Linked DNA regions of Mus musculus: region 1 is linked to region 2. The links are chromatin contacts, called in public HiChIP or PLAC-seq maps. All regions are on one chromosome and are shown on one strand. The core of a region is the stretch at or near the end of the contact, and the rest is flanking DNA. Distances in the headings are between cores, read along the strand shown.

Region 1 (3,442 bases), core at 718-3,217, 320 kb before region 2:
CCCTGACTCTCTCTCACTTATCTCTCCTTCATGAGAAATTTCTAGATTGAGAGAATAGCCATAGAAGGCTATAGTATGACGAGCCCAGCTCCCCCTCACCTCCCTCAGTTATTTGAGGGAGCCTGCTTGAGATCTCTGGGGACACATCCATTTTGGATGTACCATGGTGGAGTGAGCACCGGTCAGGGTGAATTTCTTTAGAATTTCTCAGGCAGTCCCTGTAACCACCATGCTAAGCCCCTGACACGGTCCAAGGCTCGCTCTAAGCCTGTTTTGATCACTTTCCTAATCTAATGATATTTCTTCACATTCTTGGTAATTAAACTCTGTAATCCCTTCATTCGGCACTGTTTGACCTTTATCCTAAATTAAATTTTTAAAAATATGACTTTAAAGGAATCCCACAAGACGTGTTTGCAGAGAGAAAAAAAAACCAGTGTATTAAAAGGAATTACAGTTTCTAAGTCTCAGACTGACTCATGCCAGCCTTGGGTCAGTTGTATAGCTTCAGGTGGCTACTGTGCCCACCTGCCTGCCCAGAGCGGTGCAGAAACTACCCATAAGCTTTTCTGCTGAAGCCTTGAATGGAGCCTGGGAGTAAGAGGGAAATAATACCACACACTTGCCAATGCCACGTGGTGTTTCCCTGCGCTTTAGAAATGGATTGAAGTCACGTTCAGGGCCCAATCTCTCCGGGATGCCTGAGACACTCCTCTAAGTCCCACGTGAAGTGGATGCTGAGTGGGCACTGGGGTTTGACCAAAGGAAGAGGGCACGAGAAGTGGCCTTCTGTAGCACCACAGTACCCACATGTTCTAGATCCCTGCAGGGGCAGGAGAAGCTGCAAGACTTGAGGAAGTCTAAGGAAACAGGCAGGCCTGAGAGCGTGGGGAGGAGTCTGGGCTAGCAAAGGGCTTTGACCTTCTTGTAGCCCAGGGCTGACAAGATGCATCTGAGGCCAGGACTTCATGGGGAGCACTTTCCCCTGGAAGCCATCATTTTCTTGGGGTCCCCACATGGTCCCTCACCCCAGCTTTCTAGCTTCATGCCAGCACCCGCCCTGGTGGCCGTGGGGCCTGGGTTATTTGCTGTTTTTTCAAGTGTACACCACACCCTTGAACTGTCTGCCAAGGAGGCGCATTGTTCGTGAGAATTCCTCCCAGGCTCCAGCTAACCCTTAGATGCACTATTCTGGGCTTAGGGTCCTGAATTACTTGTCTTTCTTTCTTTCCCCTTTTCCTTTCTTCCTTTTAAAGTCTTCCCAAACACCCCCCTCCCGTATTCTTGCCTTCGCCTAACCTAGTCTTCTTACCAAGTTTCATCTTATTGTCTAAAAAGCTTGGAGAGATGGGCGGGGCTGCAGGAACTGAGCTATAATCAAAGAGGCCCCTTGACCTGGTCTGCACAGCCACTCTTACTCCTGGCCCTGGAGAGGAGGCACGGAGACCCCTGAGCTATGAGGAAGGAGTATGGGCAGGTCCCCTGGTGGCTGTGTGTATATATGCGCAGCTGATGGGAGGTGACTGGGGGGCGCAATGGTGTGGAAGAGGGCATAGAACGTAGGCTGAAGAATGAAAACCAGTATTTCCCTCAGAACAGAGCAGATTAACCTGTAGAATAGAAGTCTTGCCAAACCCAACTTCCTTGTTCCCAGAAACCTTGGCACAGGGGCCCCCCTCTCTGGCAGAGGCCCATCCTCATCAGAGGAACCAGCAAGGCAGCTGCTGTGAGTTTCTTTCGCCTGTCTTTTCTGGCAACCCCAAATGCTTACTTTTTTCCTTCCCTTTTCCTTCCCCACCCTCCTGTAGCAGGGAGTTGGTTCTGGTTAATGTTGAAGATCATAACATGATTACCCTAAAGTCTCATGAAATTAAATCACTTTTCTTCAAAGAGAAAGGGCTTGGGGAGGGGACTGGCTGGCTGGTAGGCCAGTGAGGGGCGAGCGGATATTGAAAGCAGGCTGGCAGCTGCCTGGAGCTCTGCTTAGCGGAGGCCAACAGAACCAGGGCAGCCACACATGGGGGCCGTGTTTGCCAGCAGTGGCTCTGAGGCCTTGGGTTGCCCACCTGTGCCCTAGGCACCTGTCTCCTGAGTGCAGGGTCTTGGGGGGTGGGAGGTGAGAAGCAGAGTTGGAAGTGACAGCGGGAAGGAAAAGACTCAGGGAGATGAACCTGAAGGATGAGTCACGGGGGTGTGTGTGGAGGGGAGTGGGGGGGGGGGGAAGGAAAGCAACTCTAAATAAATACCCTAGAGAGTTCTTTATCAGCAGCTGCCCTGGGAATTCATAGGGCCACAGAATGTATCTAAGGACAGCTCTCCTACCAGAAAAGCCTGCGATTGAACCTTAGCCCTTATAGGCAAAGCACTGCTTGCAGAGGTAGGCTGGGGCAGGCATGTTCCCTTTATCATCAGATGTCCTGGATTTATGATATGTTACAGGTTAAGAGAACCCTGTAGGTCATCCAACATCAGATGTCTCACAAAGTATATTAGTCTCCTGTGTACTTAGCCCCTCAAAGAATACCCAGCTTCCATTCCATGCCTTCTGGGTATGAGTTCTCTCAAAGTCCTTCTGACTGTCCTTCTTGGAGAGACTCTGGGACTTATACCCATTAATCCAGGTTTTACCTCTTGGAGACAGGAAACAGTGGCCTGGCTTGGGCAATGACTGGTTTGGAAAGCGCTGGCTGTGGGTGTGGCTTTGTCTTTGACATGTGGGCATCCTGTGGAGGTTCTCACAATGAGTACACTGGGTCTGACATCTCTTTGAGTCTTTCCCGCCCCCTTTCTGGGCTAGTATTTCAAAGGGAACATAAAGAGTGATTTCAAGACAAGACCAAAAAGATATTTTATTCTATTACTGTTGACCCGCAGCACCCTGAGCTCTTGTGGGGCTAGTGCGCATCTCAGGAGGCTCGGACTGGATGGATCTGTGAGTCAAGATGAAGTAGCAAGTAAAAATTGCTGCTAGCACAAGCCAGTGCTCCCACTAGCACAAGCCAGTGCTCCCGACACAGGCAGTGGGGTGAAGGTCCACCCGAGAAAGCTGTGGGGTTGGTCACTTGAGTTAGAAAGCTAGTGGTCACTGCAAGGAGACTTGACATCGGCGGGGTGGCTTGCTATGAAAAGTTCAGCGAGTGCATATTTCTGAGGGTTTAGGGATGGGATGTGGCCAGCTCCGGTTGGAGCTCAGCGCCGTGACTCATTCTCACCAAGGGTCACCGAGCATCTTTCTGCGCTTGGCCTTGGGCTGAACTCCTCACCTGGCCAGCCTTCTCGAAACTGTGTGTCATTCTTTGCGAAGGCAGAGCCTTGGAGCCTGTGAGTGAGTGTGCGCATCAGTGGAAACTCAAACAACTCCCAAGTTCCTGTAGTTGTTGCCTTCAGAGGTGTGACTGTGAAGGGATGGAGCCCACTTCGTTGTTTTTCACAAAACAGACCC
Region 2 (3,301 bases), core at 71-2,570:
AAATTCATTGCTCAAATATGAAACAGAAATTTTATTAAATTTGGCTACAGTGACAGTTAACCCTCTAGTATATAATACAAACAGAACATGTATAAATCAATAGTAACTGGGCACGCATGCACACAGGCACACACGTGTTGGAGTCAGAGGATATCTTATAAAGTTGGTTCTCTCTGGCACAAGGCTACCTGAAGTGGGAGGGGCCTGAAGCTCCTGAGCACTATGTGGTATATGGGAAATAAGCTCAAGGCCTTGACAGAAATCTTTGAGACTTCAATCTACCCACTCTTACTAGGTCTAGGAAACATATATAAGAACATATGCAGCTAAGCAATAATGCTTCTACAAGACTCTTCCCTAATACATGTCCCTTGTGCTGGAAATCAACTTACTGCCTCTCGGTGTATCTTTTGACTACTCTGAAACTTTTTCTGGAGCCCTTGGCTCTTTTTCCTCTGCATAAGGTGTAATGCTTAAAACTGATTATCAACCTCATAGATTCTTCTAGAATCATCTAGAAGACAAGCCTCTGTCAGGCCTAGACAAGATTACCTTGCTTAGTTTACGCAAAGTTGGAGGCTCTCACCCTTAACGTGGGCCTGGGTCGCAGACTGTGTAAGAAGGGACGATCCTTGGCCATGAGGCATGAGCACCACGAGGCATGAGCACCGTGAGGCCCTGAGCAATATGAGGCCATGAGCGCCGTGAGGCTCTGAGCATGGTGAGCACCGTGAGGCGGTGAGCACGGTGAGGCCGTGAGCACTGTGAGCACTGTGAGCACCGTGAGCACCGTGAGCACCGTGAGTACGGTGAAGCCAGGTGCTTCAGGCGCCACAGGAGTTTCCCTCCAACTGTGAAGTGGAGCAAACCCCTTCTCTCTTCAGTTGCTTTTGCCATGGTAAGTTGCTTTTATCACAGCTACAGAAAATGTAACTAAGACACTTCCTGGCCCCAGCCTTCTCCCTTGTGTGTGTCTCTCCCTCAGGAAGAAGGCGATGCCTGTTTCTGTTTTGGAGTCCAGGTCCTGAAAAAGGAAGCCAGGTTGGTTCATGCAAAGCACAGGCTCTCCCACTGCACCACACACCCAGCTCCTACTCTTCCTCTTACAGCCTCCTTCAGTATTCAAAGCTTAATCCGAGACCTGTTCCTCTGAAGCTCAGTGGACCCCAGATCAGGGGCTCCTCCCTACACCCCCCTCCCTCGGTGCCTGAAAAGCGAGCACCAGTGAGGTGCTTTATCATGAGGGTTTACCCTGGCACACTAAGAAGCAGCGTCACTGACAGGAACTAAAATGCAGCTCCACGTTTGCATTTGTGAAATGACTGCGTCACGCAATGGCTTATCTAGGGAAGCAGAAGCACAGAGTCTCGCTCGGAGCTCGCCAGCATCTACTTACAGTTTTGTATCACTCTTTTTTACAGAATTAAATCACTATACTTAGCTCTTTGATTCGCCTGGAATTTATTTAAACTTAAGGTGTGAGGCAAGGACCTCTTGGTGACACTTTTTGACACAGCGTACTTTTTAAAGGCTATAAACAGCCTGCTGTGTCCAGGGAGCACTCTAAGGCACAATTTTACAGCAAAATCACTTTATAATGAGGTCCTCTTGGTCCTTAGTAGCAGCCTCCTGGATGGCCTCCAAGATAAATCTATCATCAAACTCGCACTGCAGAGGGACGTCTATGCTACAGCAAAAGTCCAAAGGCACCCAAGGAGTAATCCATAGGTGGACTGAGGGTCAGTGCCCTGTGAAATGATGGGAAAATGGATGAAAGCGGAAAGCAACTGCCTCTAAGGCTGTCAGCTAGGAAAAGACACTGAAGTGCTGACACTGTTTTTCATTCAGTCGGAATACAAATTGTTAGTAAAAAATAGCTACGCTCACCTTTTCTCCCAAGTTCGTCGTCTCCTAAAGTTCTCCCTAGTGCATATCAGGAAGGAGAGGAGAAACTCCCCTAGTCCTGTGATTGCCATCAACTAGAGCACCTCCTCACTGTGTAACTCTGGGATAATCAACTGTCATCCCACAGTCCAGACGCCAAAGCTGCTGGGCAGCTCAAAATGATCATGTCAATCACCCAAGCTCCTCTGAGCTATAAACAGACATTTCTAAGAGGCAATGGTTTCACCATTTAGTAATAATCAAAATAAAAGGCTGCTTCCAACAAAAATAAGCCAGGACTCACTGCAGACGATCGACTTACAAACAGCAGAGGTGGGACATTGTAACAGCTCATTCTCCATAATCCACCGCATTCTGTCACACGGGCCAAGGCTGAAGGCCGTGGTGCTGTGTCACAATGGGATGCTTGCAACATACCAGACCCTGAGTCGTTCTTCAACTTTACAGCGGTGTAGATTTTAAGACTGGATCACCGTGGAAAAAGGAAAGCATGTACATGCACATGCATGTGCATACATATACACTCAGACACATACACACACACACACACACACCAACACATCCAAGCTGTCCAGGTTTTAATCCTTGGAACCTGCAGCTATGCTACTTTCCATGGAGAAGGCAACCTTGCAGATGTGGTGAAGATGAAGGCGTATGATAGGAGATGAGGCTGCGGAATCTAGGTGGACCCAATACAATTCTATTAGCTCTGAGAAACAGAGGTTGCCCAGCCTGTCAGAGGGAGCCATGACAGAGGGTTAAAGAGATGCAGTTGCTGGCGTTGAAGACGGAGCTATGAGTCAAGGAAATGGGGATCTTCTAGAAGCCGCACAAGGCAATGGGACAGATTCTGCCCTTGGACCTCCAGAAAGGAAAGCAGCCAGCTGACACCTTGATCTGAGCCCCTGGAGACCCAAACTGAACTTCTGCCCTTCAAACTGTAGCGATGTGAGTAATGCACTATATGTGTGCTAATTTATTGTGGGAGCACTAAGACGATCATTTCTGAGGGTCCCCGTGGAGCCATTAGGTGTGGAGATACTTCCTATTTTAGACATTCAGGAAAACCATCCTCTAAATAAGAATCACTCAACTGTGGGAGGACAGTTTGGTGGTGGTAGATAAAAAACAAAGGGAGAGTCATCAGAAAGTATTATGCCAAAAATAACAAGCCCAATTCTAAGCAAGCCACTAAATCCTACCAATTTACAGAAAATATCTAGGTCACAGAATATGCTGAACAACATATGGGAAATGCACTGCAAGAACTAGCTAAGGGGAAACTACAGAGTAAACAATCCTGTTTAACAAAGAAAGTGCACAGGAAAATAAAATAGTTTGAAATAAGATCATTAATACTGTTAAAACACTTCAGAGATATACCTATTAGTGACAA

The links. HiChIP or PLAC-seq counts read pairs in DNA pulled down with a chosen protein or histone mark.
Region 1: a contact with region 2 is called in an H3K27ac HiChIP or PLAC-seq map of heart atrium, with 9 times the contacts expected there. The contact joins two enhancer-like sites. A contact is called at or near these places in 6 of 115 datasets of contacts at active chromatin or transcription factors (the NIH/3T3 cell line, cardiomyocytes, embryonic stem cells and 3 more) and 1 of 9 other capture datasets (embryonic stem cells).

What each region holds. Positions count from the first base shown.
Region 1 is chr11:68,339,821-68,343,262 of GRCm38.p6, reverse strand. All of the region lies in intron 2 of Ntn1 (netrin 1), which reads left to right. Among named protein-coding and RNA genes, the nearest start is that of Ntn1, 45 kb to the left of the region's middle. Within about 2 kb of position 1,967, at least 45 of the 459 cell types and tissues checked have an H3K27ac peak or open chromatin away from gene starts, as enhancers often do. A contact at or near this core is called in heart atrium, where this site is marked.
Region 2 is chr11:68,017,365-68,020,665 of GRCm38.p6, reverse strand. All of the region lies in intron 5 of Stx8 (syntaxin 8), which reads right to left. Among named protein-coding and RNA genes, the nearest start is that of Stx8, 53 kb to the right of the region's middle. Within about 2 kb of position 1,320, at least 23 of the 459 cell types and tissues checked have an H3K27ac peak or open chromatin away from gene starts, as enhancers often do. A contact at or near this core is called in heart atrium, where this site is marked.